Linked DNA regions of Mus musculus: region 1 is linked to region 2. Evidence: chromatin contacts called from public promoter capture Hi-C data. All regions are on one chromosome and are shown on one strand. Each heading gives the region's core, a stretch centred on a gene start, on an enhancer-like site or on the middle of the called end of the contact. The rest is flanking DNA. Distances are from core to core; before and after follow the strand shown. Region 1 overlaps Wnt3a (wingless-type MMTV integration site family, member 3A). Region 2 holds the start of Gjc2 (gap junction protein, gamma 2).

The links. Promoter capture Hi-C pulls out the DNA fragments that hold promoters and counts their contacts.
Region 1: a promoter capture Hi-C map of fetal liver shows a contact between it and region 2, with 2.1 times the contacts expected there. The contact joins the enhancer-like site here to the promoter of Gjc2 in region 2. A contact is called at or near these places in 2 of 39 promoter capture datasets (fetal liver and macrophages), 2 of 484 Hi-C or Micro-C datasets (embryonic stem cells and hematopoietic stem and progenitor cells), 1 of 115 datasets of contacts at active chromatin or transcription factors (embryonic stem cells) and 2 of 9 other capture datasets (adipose tissue and liver).

What each region holds. Positions count from the first base shown.
Region 1 is chr11:59,262,679-59,269,376 of GRCm38.p6, forward strand. All of the region lies in intron 2 of Wnt3a (wingless-type MMTV integration site family, member 3A), which reads right to left. Among named protein-coding and RNA genes, the nearest start is that of Wnt3a, 25 kb to the right of the region's middle. Within about 2 kb of position 1,308, at least 56 of the 459 cell types and tissues checked have an H3K27ac peak or open chromatin away from gene starts, as enhancers often do. A contact at or near this core is called in fetal liver, where this site is marked.
Region 2 is chr11:59,177,477-59,184,161 of GRCm38.p6, forward strand. It overlaps Gjc2 (gap junction protein, gamma 2), which reads right to left and starts at 5,350. Exons shown (of 2, transcript NM_175452.4): 1 at 5,270-5,350; 2 at 1-197. The coding sequence starts at 178. Guk1 (guanylate kinase 1) reads right to left here. Exons shown (of 8, transcript NM_008193.3): 8 at 6,379-6,685. The coding sequence ends at 6,676.

The sequences.
Region 1 (6,698 bases), core at 58-2,557, 81 kb after region 2:
CATCTGGGGGCAGAGCTAAGAAGAGCTTTTGGAGGGCTGGAGATACTGTCTATTTATCAGATACAGGTAAAGATAAAGAAAAGAAACTACCTGAAGAAGTTGTTCTATAAAAGAAGCAAATTCCAAAAACGGTGTCATGGCTCAGGCCTGTAATTCCAGCACCAGGAAGGCTGACGTGGGAGGATTATGAATTGAGGCCACTGTCTCTTCACCCAGATCCTGGGAGGTGGGGAGCAAAGTCCCCCTGCAGAAACAATCTCAGCTTTGCTGCGCTCTTACTGGGTTTAAGGAAAGTATCACTATCTGGGCTTCCTTCCTTTCCCTTCATCTAGTTCATTATTTATCATACGCCCATCCTCCACCAAAATACCACCCACTCAATTATCTGTCTACTGTCCATCTATCACGCACTCATTATCCATCTACTACCCATTTATCATCCATCCACCCACTCATCCATTCATCTGTCCATCCGTCCATCACCTATCCAGAATATGAGAGTCCATAATGAGCTAGGCACTAGGCTCAGAACTAGAAGTGAAATGAATCATATGGAAGGTGTCTACTCTCCAGAACCAGGTACGAGCTGTGTGCGTGTCCGTGTGTGCATGTGTGTGTGGGCTTATTGAAATTGCCTACTATTAATGAGTTGAGGTTAATCTGTGCCTTTAAATCCAGTAGTACCTTTTTATTTTTATTTTTATTTTTATATTTTTATTTATTTATTTATTTATTTATTTTTGAAATTGGGTGCACCAAAGTTTGGTGCATGAACCTTTAGGATCATATGCTATGTATGCGTTTATTTAGGACCCTCTATCTCTGTTGAAGCTTCCCTGCACAGGACTAGAACCAGGGAATCCCAGCAGACAGAAGGTTCACCCTTACCTATGTCTGCACATTACATCCACCACACCCTCCTGGAGACCACAGAAGGCTTAGGGTTGGCAGCCTGGGCTGAGTTTGTCAGGCAACAACCTCCAGATGGTCTCTGTCCTCTCAATTTCCAGACTCCAACTGGGAGATCACTATCCGACCACTGGTGGGAAGAAGGCCCAACTATGGCATAGCCATAATTGCTCAGACTGGCCAGAGCCTGCAGGTCATGGGGCATCACCTCCCTTGGGAGTGTCACTCTCCTGTCACGCTGAGGAAAGACAAACCATCTATCTATCCCATTCCCATCCCGATGTCTGAAAGTGCTTCCATAACACATTCAGTGGGTGGGCATCCCTTCCCCCACCCGTGTTCAGCACAGCAGGCAGAGGGCAGACGAGAGAACCGAGCAGCCCCAGCTGGTAGCTTGCAGCCCAGGCCCCGCCCTGGCGCCTCCCCTCCAAGGCTGCCCACCGTCCCTCCTTCCCCAGGCCCTTTTCCTGGCCTCGAGGAGCCGGGCGGCCCGGAGGGGGTGTCGCGGTGGCATTTGGTAATCACACGGAGGCACAAAAGGCCCCGGAGCCACCTGAGAGCGGAATGCGCCGGTGCCCCACCGTGGCCGCGGCCCCTGACACCGCCCGGGCCCGCGCGGCCGGGCGCCTGGCTGACCTGCTGGGGCTGATGAATCCGGCTTTGTGCGACACTGTCACGCCGCGTTAGCCCCACAATGGCCAGCGATATTTTATATGAATTTCCCCCTGGCCGGTGATTAGGCGATCGCCGGCCAGTCATAGCAACCTGGAAGTATGCGCTGCCCGCCGCGCCGTCGGGCGCGAGGGGAAATCCTCTTTCAGACGCTTTAATTCAACACCCCGAAGGGCGTGTGAATCGCCAACAGCATTTTCACTTTTCCCTTGTGCTTAATCTTGTCGTCCTCGCAGGGACATTGTGCTCAGAGCCGAGCGCAGTGGGATATCGGCCGGGGTCCCCCCTCCCACAGCGGAGAGTTAATGATATACCGGAGAGGCCCCCGGAGCCAGGGGAGCCCCCCCACCCCCAACGCATCGTAAATGGTAACACTTTCGGATGGGGGGGTCAGGGGTCGCAACCTGGATTTGGGGACTCTGCTTCCCTAAAAAGCTGCCCTTTCTGTCCCTCCGGAACCCCTAAGCTCCGGCTGTCTTGCAGGCTAGTCTCATTGGAGTCGATCCTTCCATAGGCTGAGCACACAGAGAGGTGGAGGACCACCCCCTGAGGAGCCACGAAGCTGAGGCCAGTCATCAGGAAGGGGTTTTGCCTGGGGGAGGGGAAGAGGCCAAGCTGTTGTTCCCTGCCCAGAAGCCAAGTAGGGCTTGGGGTGAGTTCAGCAGATACTGAGAGTCTGATGTTCAAAAGCAACCAACTCTGCTAATAGTTGTGGCAGAGGTTTGGGGGACCCAACAAAGTCCAGCCACTATGGGTTGAGGGTATGGCTGGCCTGGAGGTATGTCACAGGCTGGAGGAAGGGACCACACCCAACACGAGGTAAGATGCTCTGGCTGGAGACACTGTCCAGGCCAGCAAGGCCCAAATGAAGACTTCGCAGTGAATAAAGGTTGCCTGTACAAGCAGTGAGCCCCCAGGAGTCCTTAGGGACTTGGGGAGACCACCCCCAAGTGGGGTGGAGTGTTGCAAGGTGGGTAGAAGATGCTCCTCCCTCATAGGGAAGCCAGCTAGGAGCTTCTGAGGACTCCAGGCACAGCCACCCCCGTACACAGGCAGGTAGAGACCCTAGTTTCCACGGCTGTGGGCTTCAGACCATGTGCCTTTATGTCTTACATGCAAATGTCACACACAGCCAAAAGAAAGCTGTCCCCTCACAAGGACACATAGTGTTTAATAACCTGCTTCCTGGACTCTGCCCCCACCCCCCAATCCTGTGAGCCTCCCACTTGTCCCCTTCCAGCCTGACCAGCTGTTTTATTGACCTTCGTCCTGTGACCCCTACCTCTGGCCCAGGCTGGCCCTGCAACCACCCCACCCATTTCATCTTGCCAGAGGTCAATACAGGGGAGTCACCTAGTACCTGCCTCCAAGTGTCTGAGGCTTGCCTCAAGGGATATAAACGGTTCACAATCATCCTGTACTCAAAATTCTTCAAATGCTTTCTGATCCCGAGTAGGTAGGTAGGTCGCTCCCTGCTACTTTTGGGTGCAAGAGCAGAGCCCTCTAGGACCTCGTTCTGCATTCAAGGGCTAGAGCTTCCTCACGCTCAGGTTAGCATCCTGAGTTTTAGGCTGACACAGGGCAGATGGTTTTGGGATTAGATATGAGCAAACACTTGCCTTGTATACACACAGGCACCCATTCACACATGCATGCTCAATGCATATACATATGCACACACGCCTGTACCGTGTACATGGTCACACCCACACAGAGACAGACACCTGAGCACACATGTACGAGCATTTGTGTGTAGCTACCATTCACACATCTATACATATATAATCAATACCTGTGAGTACATACACAGGTGCACAAATGTATATGTGCACTGACACGTGCACACATCTCCACATATCCATACACAGCACATGCAGTCATATACTTACACACATACCCACGTAAGGCACATCCACACAAATGCACACTGAAATATGCCCATGCATGACACACATTCGGACAGACATATTCACTAACATGGGCACAAACACATTCATATTCACAAGTGCGCAGGCCCACGTAAGACATTCATGCGCACATGCATATATAAAACACATGCACACACGCTTTTCTATAACACATGGCTGCACAAGCTCACATACATGCACACATGCACGCAAGAGGCTGGCTCCCTTCCTCCCAGCTGGCTGGTAGATGTTAAACTCTGTTCAACAGAGGCCACCTCGGCAGGGGTGGCCAGGCACCCCTGTGGTCCTTGCCACAAAGCCTAGGGTAACCTTTGACATGATTAGGGTTGCCCTGACCCTAATCCAATCAGATTGATTACTTCGAGGCCAGCAGGCAGCAGGGGGTGGGGGGCACAAGGGCTTCTGGAGCCAGCCTTTCTGGGGGCACACGGAGGGCTCCTTTCTCCCCTGGCCACCAGAAGAGAAGGAGAACAAGGACTGAGGAGGGGAGCATGAGCAGGAGGAGGAGGACGGGTCTTTCGGGGACCGGAGGGGACAGAGTGAAGAAGGGAGCAGCAAACTGAGAGAGGCCTAAGTCATGTTTGCAGGGAGGACAGTTGCAGGGGTGCAGGCTGCCGTCTGGCAGGAAATCCTCCAGTGCTGCCATGGGAAAGCGGGATGGGATGCTGAGGCCAGACAGCCTAGGTTCTCTCTGTCCTGCAGGTGGCTTCTAGGAGGCAAGGGTGTAGGCAGAGGAATGTGGGCAGGCGCGGCCCTCAGCCCCAAGGCTGATGTGACTATCTGCTCTCTAGGGCAGGACCTGTGGCAGCTGCTTGTCCCTAGACAGCCTGTGTTTGCCCAAGAGCATACTGGGAGACCCTCAACATTCTGCAGCTCCCCTAACCTCGCCCAAAATTATGTGACGGGGCTCTAGCCTCAGGCACAGCCATCCTCTCTCTTCCTCCACGGTGCCTCAGGCTCCAGTTTAGTCAGACTGCTGAGCCCCACTGCCTTCCCCTGCTCCTTTTTCTCTCACCCCTGGGCTCCCCACAACCATACTACTGTCTGCCCAAAGAGTTTGGAGCCGCTTCCCCAAGGAAGCCTTCCAAGATATTCCCAGGCACCAGCCCCTTGTCTTTCAGTCATCTGACACATTCACAGAGCAAAATGCATAGGCTAGAGCACCGGGGCTGCCCAGCAGAGTGCTGACTGAAAGCACATAGGTTGTGTGCATCTGCAGCGTGGGATGGAGCGCTTGCCATCATATACATATCCACTGGAGAGCCTCTCGTGTCCCAGCTCTGGTTCTGGACGATTTCTCGATCTTTCTAGAATGTGCTTAGCCCCAGAGAATTTGTCCTAGAAATCAAGAAAGAGGTGCTTGCCGCTAGTTACAGCACCTTGTGAAATTCTGCTCACCTCCAGTTATGTTTGCCGTGGAACTTAAGAAAGGAAAATGAATGGGTGGCCCATGCCTGTAGCCTCAGCTACTCAGAGGGTTGAGGCAGTAGGATTCATTGAACTGGGGCATTCAATAAGAACCAAGACAACATAGTAAGATGCTATCTCTAAGCAAGGAAACAAATAAATAAAATGAAGTTGAGTTGTGTGCTCATGAATTTGGAGAACTTGTTTTATTTTGGAGACATGGCTATGTAGACCAGACTGGCCTCGAACTCACAAAGATCCATCTATTTCTGACTTCCAAGTACTGGGATTAAAGATGTATACCACTATGCCCCATCTATAAACCTTTTGATAATAGATTGCCATTAAAATGTTGGTATAATTCCAAAAGATCAAAAGAATGGATTATTGAAAACAAACTCTCAGGGCTAGAAAGATAGCTTAGCCAGTAAGAGTGTGTATTTCTCTTGTAGAAGATCCAACACCCAAATGGCTCTTCATGACCATCTGTAACTCCAGTTCCAGAGGATCCAATGATCCTTTCTGGTCTCCATAGACACTTGCATACATGTTCACACATGTGCACACAATCATGTGTGTGCGCACATGTGTGAGTGCATGAGTGTGTGTGTGTAAAACAAATAAAATTTAAAACACTGCTAACTTTAAGGGCTAGAGCGATGTCTCAGCCATTAAAGAGCACTGGCCTCTCTTCCAGAGGCCCCAGGTTCTATTCCCAGCACCCACATGGTGTCTCACAACCATCTTTAACGCTAGCTCCAGGGACTCAACGCCCTCTTCTGGACACTGTGAACACTGCATGAATGTGGCACATAGGTGTATATATAGGCAAAACACCCATATGCACAAAATAAAAATAAATAAAATATTTTTTTAAAAAATCCTTTATCTACTTATACACGAGTAAAGGGTTCTTACTTCTGAATCTACAAAATTAAAACCTGGATGGACCCACAGCTATCACTGTCTATGGGGAAGGCAGAAAGCAGTCACTTCAAGGTTGGGAAAATATGGATGCTCTCACCCTGGATATCAAGTAAAGGAATAAAGAGCATCCAGCATGGGAGGAAGAGGTGAGATCACCCTATGCGTAGAGCAGCCCAAGGAACCAATAGTAGACAACAAACAACCTGTTGGAGCCTATCAACAGCTTCAGCCAGGTCACGGAGCAGCTGGTCAATTGTACTGCACCTCATTGAGCTCAACAGATCTCTGCCTCTTACCAACAAACAATCCAAACACAATACAAAACGGAAATAAAACAATGATGAGCAGGAAGCCTTGTGTGCTCCTTTAATCCCAGCACTTGGATGACAGAGGCAGGTGATCTCTGTGAGTTAGAAGTTAGCCTGGTCTACAGAGTAAGAAAAGCAAGATGGGGCTAAGAGATGGTTATCCCAGGAGAGAGACTAGTTGCTCCTGGAGAGGACCCAGGTTCAGTTCCCAGCACCCACGTGGCAGTTCACAACTATCTGTAACTCCAGTTCGGGGGAAACCGACACCTTCTTCTGATCTCCTTGGCACTAGGCATGACAGTGGTGCCCAAAAGCACTCAGGGACATAAAATTAATTAATTTTTAAAAAGAAAAGAATGTCACGATAGATAACAATGAAAGAAATGCTCGGGAACAATTTAGAAAACAATGTACAAGACTCAGAGATGGGAGCCGCCAAGCGTCACTGATGCGGTAGGGCTGTGAAGATAGCCTACGTTCATGGATCAGGAGACAATACTGCTAGCTTGATGGTATCCCTCCTCCTCCTCCCCTCCTCCTTCTCCTC
Region 2 (6,685 bases), core at 4,100-6,599:
GCCGCGTGTTGCAGGTGAACTTGGATTGCTCATCTGAATAGATGGACTCACCACCGACGGCTGTCAGCACAATGCGGAAGACCACCAGCACAGTGAGCCAAACTTTGCCCACGAAGGTGGAATGATTGTGGATCTCCTCCAGCAGCCGCGTCAGGAAGCTCCAGCTCATGTTGGTCATGGGAGCGAGCAGGTGGGACCTACAGGCATGCATGCAGGTGGTCAGTAGGGACGCAACTGGGAACTGCTGAGCCCAGAGTTGTGGCGCCTGCAGGCTTATCCAGCAGCTGTCTACTTAAACACCCCAGATGACCTTGAGCTCACTACATTACAGAGGTCTCCTGCCTCTGCATTCACATCCTATGTGCTAAAGATGGGGACCGAGAATCTTCCATTGATCCTGCCCTTCCTGTCTGCTCTCTCCTAAAGATCTCCAAGAAAGCTTCAACTTGTAGGAAGTGCACCTTTGTCTCAGGCCCCTAAAGCCATAAAGCCATTGTGCTGCCTTTATTGGCAGAGGTGGGGAACCCGGACAGCACCAGCCCGGCTCAGTCCCAATTGGATGCCATCCTGCTAGGGTTTGCCCCAAGCCTGCCAGCCACTCAGGCCTTCCCAACCTCTGCTGCATCCCAGCCTTTGTGGTCAGAACCCACAGGCTTGAGACTCTATCATCCCTCAACCCCAAACCTTCGGCCCCCAGCCCTCCCCAATGCTTTAGCTTCCAATTCCAGCAGCACCAGCCTTTGTCCTTCCACACCCGGCACAGCAGCTCTGGGGTCCCTTCCATAAATGATCCTCCCCAAGCCCTTAACCCCTCTCACCCCTCCCACTGCTTAGAGGCCATCCAGGGCTCTTTCATCTAGCCCCAGGTCCTAGTCCCCTGGACTGTCCCAGGATCTGTCCGGGCAGGACTGGTGAGGCTGCAGACTAATACATGACAACACTTGGGCGCCTGTGAGCCTCAGAGATGACAATATTCAGACCGACTCAACTCAGTCTGGAAGATATGTGTCAGAGAAAGGCCCTGTGGTTCCCTCGTGCACCCCCTCCCTCATCACAGCACCCACGGAGTTACTACCTGCTCCTGGGAAAGTGTGGGGCAGGAGTCCTCCAAGCATTCAACACTGACACTTCTGGCTCCCTCCCCTGGCAGGGCCTTGGAGGTAGCAGCAGCAGGTATGGACCAGCATCAGGACTGGTGACTCCAGAGCTCTTTATGTAGCTAGGGCCTCTCCCCTCAGGGCAGGAAGAGGGGGCAGCCAGCAGAACAACAGGGGTTCCTGAGGAAATGGCCCCACATCCTCACATCTGTGCATCCCCTCTTGGGACGACATGTGTGCAATCAGAGACACACACCCTCATGTGAATACATGCATGCACATACAAGCATGTGTGTGTGTCTGTGTTCTATATGCAAACATTCACACGCACATACACTCATACACAGCTACCCTCATATGCACACAGATACACATCTGCAGACACACACTGTACACTCATATGCATGTACATTCAAATGCACTCAGACACAAATGTATGCTCAAGGATGTATACATTATAAATACGCATGCACACACACACTGGCACCCACATATTCATATACACCAATATTCATATACATTTATTCACACACTCAACCACACATGTGAAGACTCAAGACTTACACAATCAAATGCTCATTCATAAAGAGGCGTGAGCTCAGGCACACATGTGATGCACACATAAGAACACAAAAGTAGATTCAGCTCTCTTCCCTCAGCTTCAGTCAGCCCTGACCTGAAAGTTGAATCACTGGAGCCTAAGGCTTACCAGTGCAGACACAGGATGGTCTGGGTAAACCTGCCTGGCAGTGTGGAGTATTTAACAACCGAATCTCTGAAAAAGCCTTGCTTGACAACTCGCCATTTCTCTCCGGCATACCTACTCCTGTCCCAGTAGCTGATCAGCACTGGAGTCAAGATGTGTACAGGCAACAATGGAGACACTGTAGCTTAGCCCTGGGCTGACTCTGTCCCTGGGTGGAAGGACCTGTCACTCAAAGCATGCATGCAGTCACAGCTATTCACTCTTTAGAATGGCACAAAGATGTGCTATGCTTGTAGAGCTGACCTGGAAGAACCAGGACCCTGGGCTTGGGCCATGTACAGGGGGAGCTTCCGGTTAAACCTCTAGCCTGTAACTCTCTTGCCTAGCCTTGGCACGGACACACCAGCAGGTACCTTAAACTACAGAGGGTCAGACCCATATGTCAATCTCTCCTTCAAAGGGACTTGTCCACTCTCAGACTGCTTTACATGTGTTGCTGTCTCCTGAACATCTTAGTGTACCAGCAAACCCTGAACCCACCCACACGTGCTATCTGCACAACTTGGTACCAGATCATCACTTGCTTTCTAGGTCCTAGCTGCTTCACTCTCCCTATAAACTTGGCTCATGCCCACTGGGGTACCTTAGAATGCACATGGAGATTACCCCCATTGCCCTTCAATGACTTTTTTTAAAAGACAAGGTTTTATGTAGCACAAGTGGACTTCAGACTCCGCATGTATCAATTTGTAAGAGTTATGATATCCTTGAACTCTCCATCATTCTCCCTCTGCCTGCCAAGTGCTGGGACTTTCAGGCGTGTCTATGCTCTCAGCTCCTCCAGTGACTTCTGACTAGGGCACATATCAGGGTCTCACCTAGTCACTGCCCCAAGTGCCCTGCCCGTCCTCAGTTGGCTCCTGCTACTACATTCTCTGCTGTGCTGGAGCTCCCACCTGCTGCCTTTCCCTGACTTCATAGACACAAGCCAAATCACCTGGCCATACAAGTTTCACACACACACACACACACACACACACACACGCACACACGGTATGGGGGGGGAGCAGGGAGGACAGACAGGCAGAGAACCGTTCATACTCAACTCTTTAGTCTGCCTATCAGATGCTTCCCAATCACTATAAAAGTTCATTTTCTGACACCATCTCAAGCTAGGGACTCTAGAATGCATTTGTGTTTAGCATGGTAGAGGCGGACCCGGACTCTCACAGAGGTCATTTACAGATACACCGTGGAAACCTGTGGTGTGTGTATGATCTCTGGCTGTGTCCTCTGAAAGGCCCTGGCTGTGGAAACACGTGAGAAGTGCGAGCATTTGTGACATGGGTATGTTCACGCTGCCTGTAGTTCTAGTGCTTGGGAGACAGAGATAGGGAGATTGGAATTTCAAGGTCATCCTCTGCTGCACGGCGAGTCTGATGTCATTGAGACCCTTTCTCAAGCCCCGCTCACAAAACAAAGACCCTATCTAGGTCCTGGGTTCTGGTTTCCAACTTCTCTTTCAATAAAAGGAACTGCGAATCCCTGGGGGAAGTGGCTGATCAGAAGGCTAAGGAGGGAAACAAGAGTGTGGAGAAAGCTCAGAGAGGAAGAACGTGCTTACATACTCACACACACTGATAGGTGGATTGCTTACACTGACACTGTAACAATTTAACCAGTAGACTAAGGAAAGTAGAATCACAGACTGCAGCTTTGGTTACAGATACCCCAGATAACAACTGCACCCATGAATAACCAGGCTGATGACTGGAGAACCATCCCATCTCTGTGCAGAGGAACTCTGAGATGGGACACACAGTTAAGAGGAGCACACACCCACTCCAGCAGCCACATGTGGGAAGCAACATATCAGAGGACAGCATGAAATGGGGACTTGTACCTTTGCCGTGACACCTGAGCCCTATGATTCACCATTATGGCTGTTGATAGCACCTATATAGACAGGCTCATCACCCCCATAGTATTCTTTCTGAAACCCATAACCCCAACAAAGCAAGAGAAAACACAGGCCAGTTTCCAAGAGGGCACCCTGAAAAATACCCGAGTAGTATTTTAGTAGCCATGGGCAGCTAAAACAAGGAGACTAAGAGGTGCTGTGGTATCAGGAGGGGCAAGGGAATGTAGGAAACACACAGACTGCGGCTTTTCACTAACAGAGGCAGCACTAGAGTTTATTATGGTGATGTGTTTCATGCCAGTATGGAATGGGAAATGAGGTCCTCTGGGATCTTTTCTGTACTGTTATCTCCTCTGTTGTAAATTTAAACATGTTGAAGATGTAGGACTCTACCACAGAGTTATGGCACCCAGCAGAAACTACCAACCTCCCGCTTTGACCTGTGAGGCCTTCTTCACCAGCACCCAAGTCACATTCCTGGAAGTTCAAGAAGGCAAAACTTCAACTTCAGACTGTGGGGACCAGAAAAACAGATGGGCTAGCCTGCACCTACCTGGTGTAAGAGTCACAACCCTAAGTCTAGACAACTCCTACAGGTTGAGACTTCAGCTAAACTGCATTCCAAAAACGGAGGCACTAGCCTGAGTAGGCAACCCCCTCCCACTCTCCATGCCTTCCTTTGGCATTGCCCAGAGTACACACGTGTGCCCAATTCCTTGTAGAAAGCCCATACTCACCCTGGTCCTTGTCTCTCCAGTCCTGCCAGCCCCTCCACAGCTGAGCCAGGTTCCCCTCCCCATTTCTAGAAATCACTTCCCAGCTGGGTCCACACTGTCCCATACAGAGCCAACTCCAGCCAGCAGGCCCTCCAAAACGGATCTTCTCCAACCTCCCCGTCCTTGGACCCTGTATCTCCCCTTTTGGCTGCCCATCCTCATATCTCCCTCTCTGCAGTCCCTAGACACAGAAGGTAGGTGGGAAGGAAGCACTTAGAGTGAACTGCTGTGGCATCCCAAAGACTTCTGTGCTGGCTACCGCGCCACACTAACACAGCAGCGGTTGTGTAGGTCCAGCTGCTGAGAGGGTCTGCTTGGTAGCAGGCAAGTGGATAATGAAGTTTCTTCAGTTTGAGTAGACTGGGCCTGGTGCCCATACTGATCCCTGGGACACACTACAACTGGCTGGGGTGGACTGGCCCATCTTAAGATGGCCTGAAGGGTCTCAGCTGCTGGGGGAGGTACTGAAAATACCCTAGGCTCTCCGGTTTGTTCCCATCTCCCTCTACCATGGGTTTAGTTACCCCAAAAGAGCCACAAAGCCAGCTGAAGCCAAGCTAAAGGACACCCTGAGGGTCCCTTAATACAGCAAGACAAGATCTGGCCAGAGACTCAGTGAGTCTTCCAGGGTGGCATCTGGCACCAGCTGTGACACACCCCACAGAGCCTGAGAGGGGATGCAGGAACCTGGGAACCTCCACCTTAGCAGTAAGGAGTACAGACCAGTCAAGGCCCAGCCAGGCTGCAGCCCCAGCAGTACCCTCCCTACCTTCTCCAGGCTGGAAATGCAAACCTTCGGCTGAGCCCCTCCACCTGCCGGCTGGATGCTGATCCTCTCTAAGGGCATACTGTGGGGCTAGGGCCACCTCTCGCCACCAAGCACAATGGGGGATGGAGGAGGGGCCCTCAAGGGCTCCATTGTTCCCCCTAGGGTCTGAATCCATGATTGTCCCTGGGGGTGGAGCAGCAGGGATCTAGACAGGCCTGCTGGTCTCCCCAGCCTCCACTTGAAGTCCAGGCAGTTCTGGCTCACCCTTCTAGAGAAACATCTGCAGTTTTGGAGGCAGCCCAGGACTTCCCAGTCTCTCTGGCTACTTCTGCCTGGGTACCTGCCTGCCCTCTTCACACCCACATCCAGTTAATACCCCCAAGTCTGCCCCAGGAGCAGCCTCACCTGGAGATGCACAAGGCAGAGCTGTGGCTGACCACCGGGTGGGGGTAGCTGGCAACAACCACTGCCCTCCCTGCTGGGATTGCTCTCTTGGGCGGAGCCAGCAGCCTGGGCTGGGAGCCCAGAGGAAGAGGGAGGACAGCAGGACCAGACACTCAGAATGTCTCATCGTGGACAGGAGGGGAGGGACATCTCCCTCAGGAATGCTGCACCCTGCTACAACCTCTAGAGCTCAAAATTTGCGATCTTTACAGAAGGCCCAGGACTCTGCCTGCCTGCAGCCCTCACAGGGCTCACCTGCCCTTCCTTGGGTTGGCTGCCTATACCCAAGGCCAAGAACACACAGCACCCACAGCTCCAGGGCCAGCATTATGACCTTAGCTCTTCCCCTGCAGCTGGGCACTTTTGTTCCTGGCAAGTGGTATCTGTCCCTCTGAGTCCCCAAATGGCTCAGAAATACCTCAAAGAGACAGCAGCACTAGGTTGTCTAGGGCTGAGACGATTCCAGCCCATACTGATTGTCCCAGTTGCCTGACTCCCAGGGGAAGAAGTGAACACGAGCAACCCTAGCCAGCATTCTGATGACTAGTGGACCCTGGATGCGGGCAGGGACAAGGGCCACTAGACACCTATGCAGAGCCCCCTTAGCAGCCTTCATCTGGGCTGACCATGGAGGGGCAGAAAGCCAGAGGCCATAAGCCCAGTATGGAGGGCTGTGACACTATAATTCAGTAATTACTTTATTAAGAGGTCAGTCCCGCTCCAGCAGAAGGAACAAGGAAAGGAACACAAATAGTCCAGGGAGATTAGATATGGGTACTCTTTGGAGTCATTCAGCCAGTGAGTCAGCCCACGGTGCAGAGCCACCTTGTGGTCAGACAAAGGGTAGCTCCTTCTACTCCACAGTGGAAGTCTACTACAAGTCCTTGGTGCCCTGGCAAAGTTTCCCCCACCTCCAGGCAAATTTAGACCACAGACATCACTCTGTGGAATGAAGCAGGCCTTCAGGCGTGG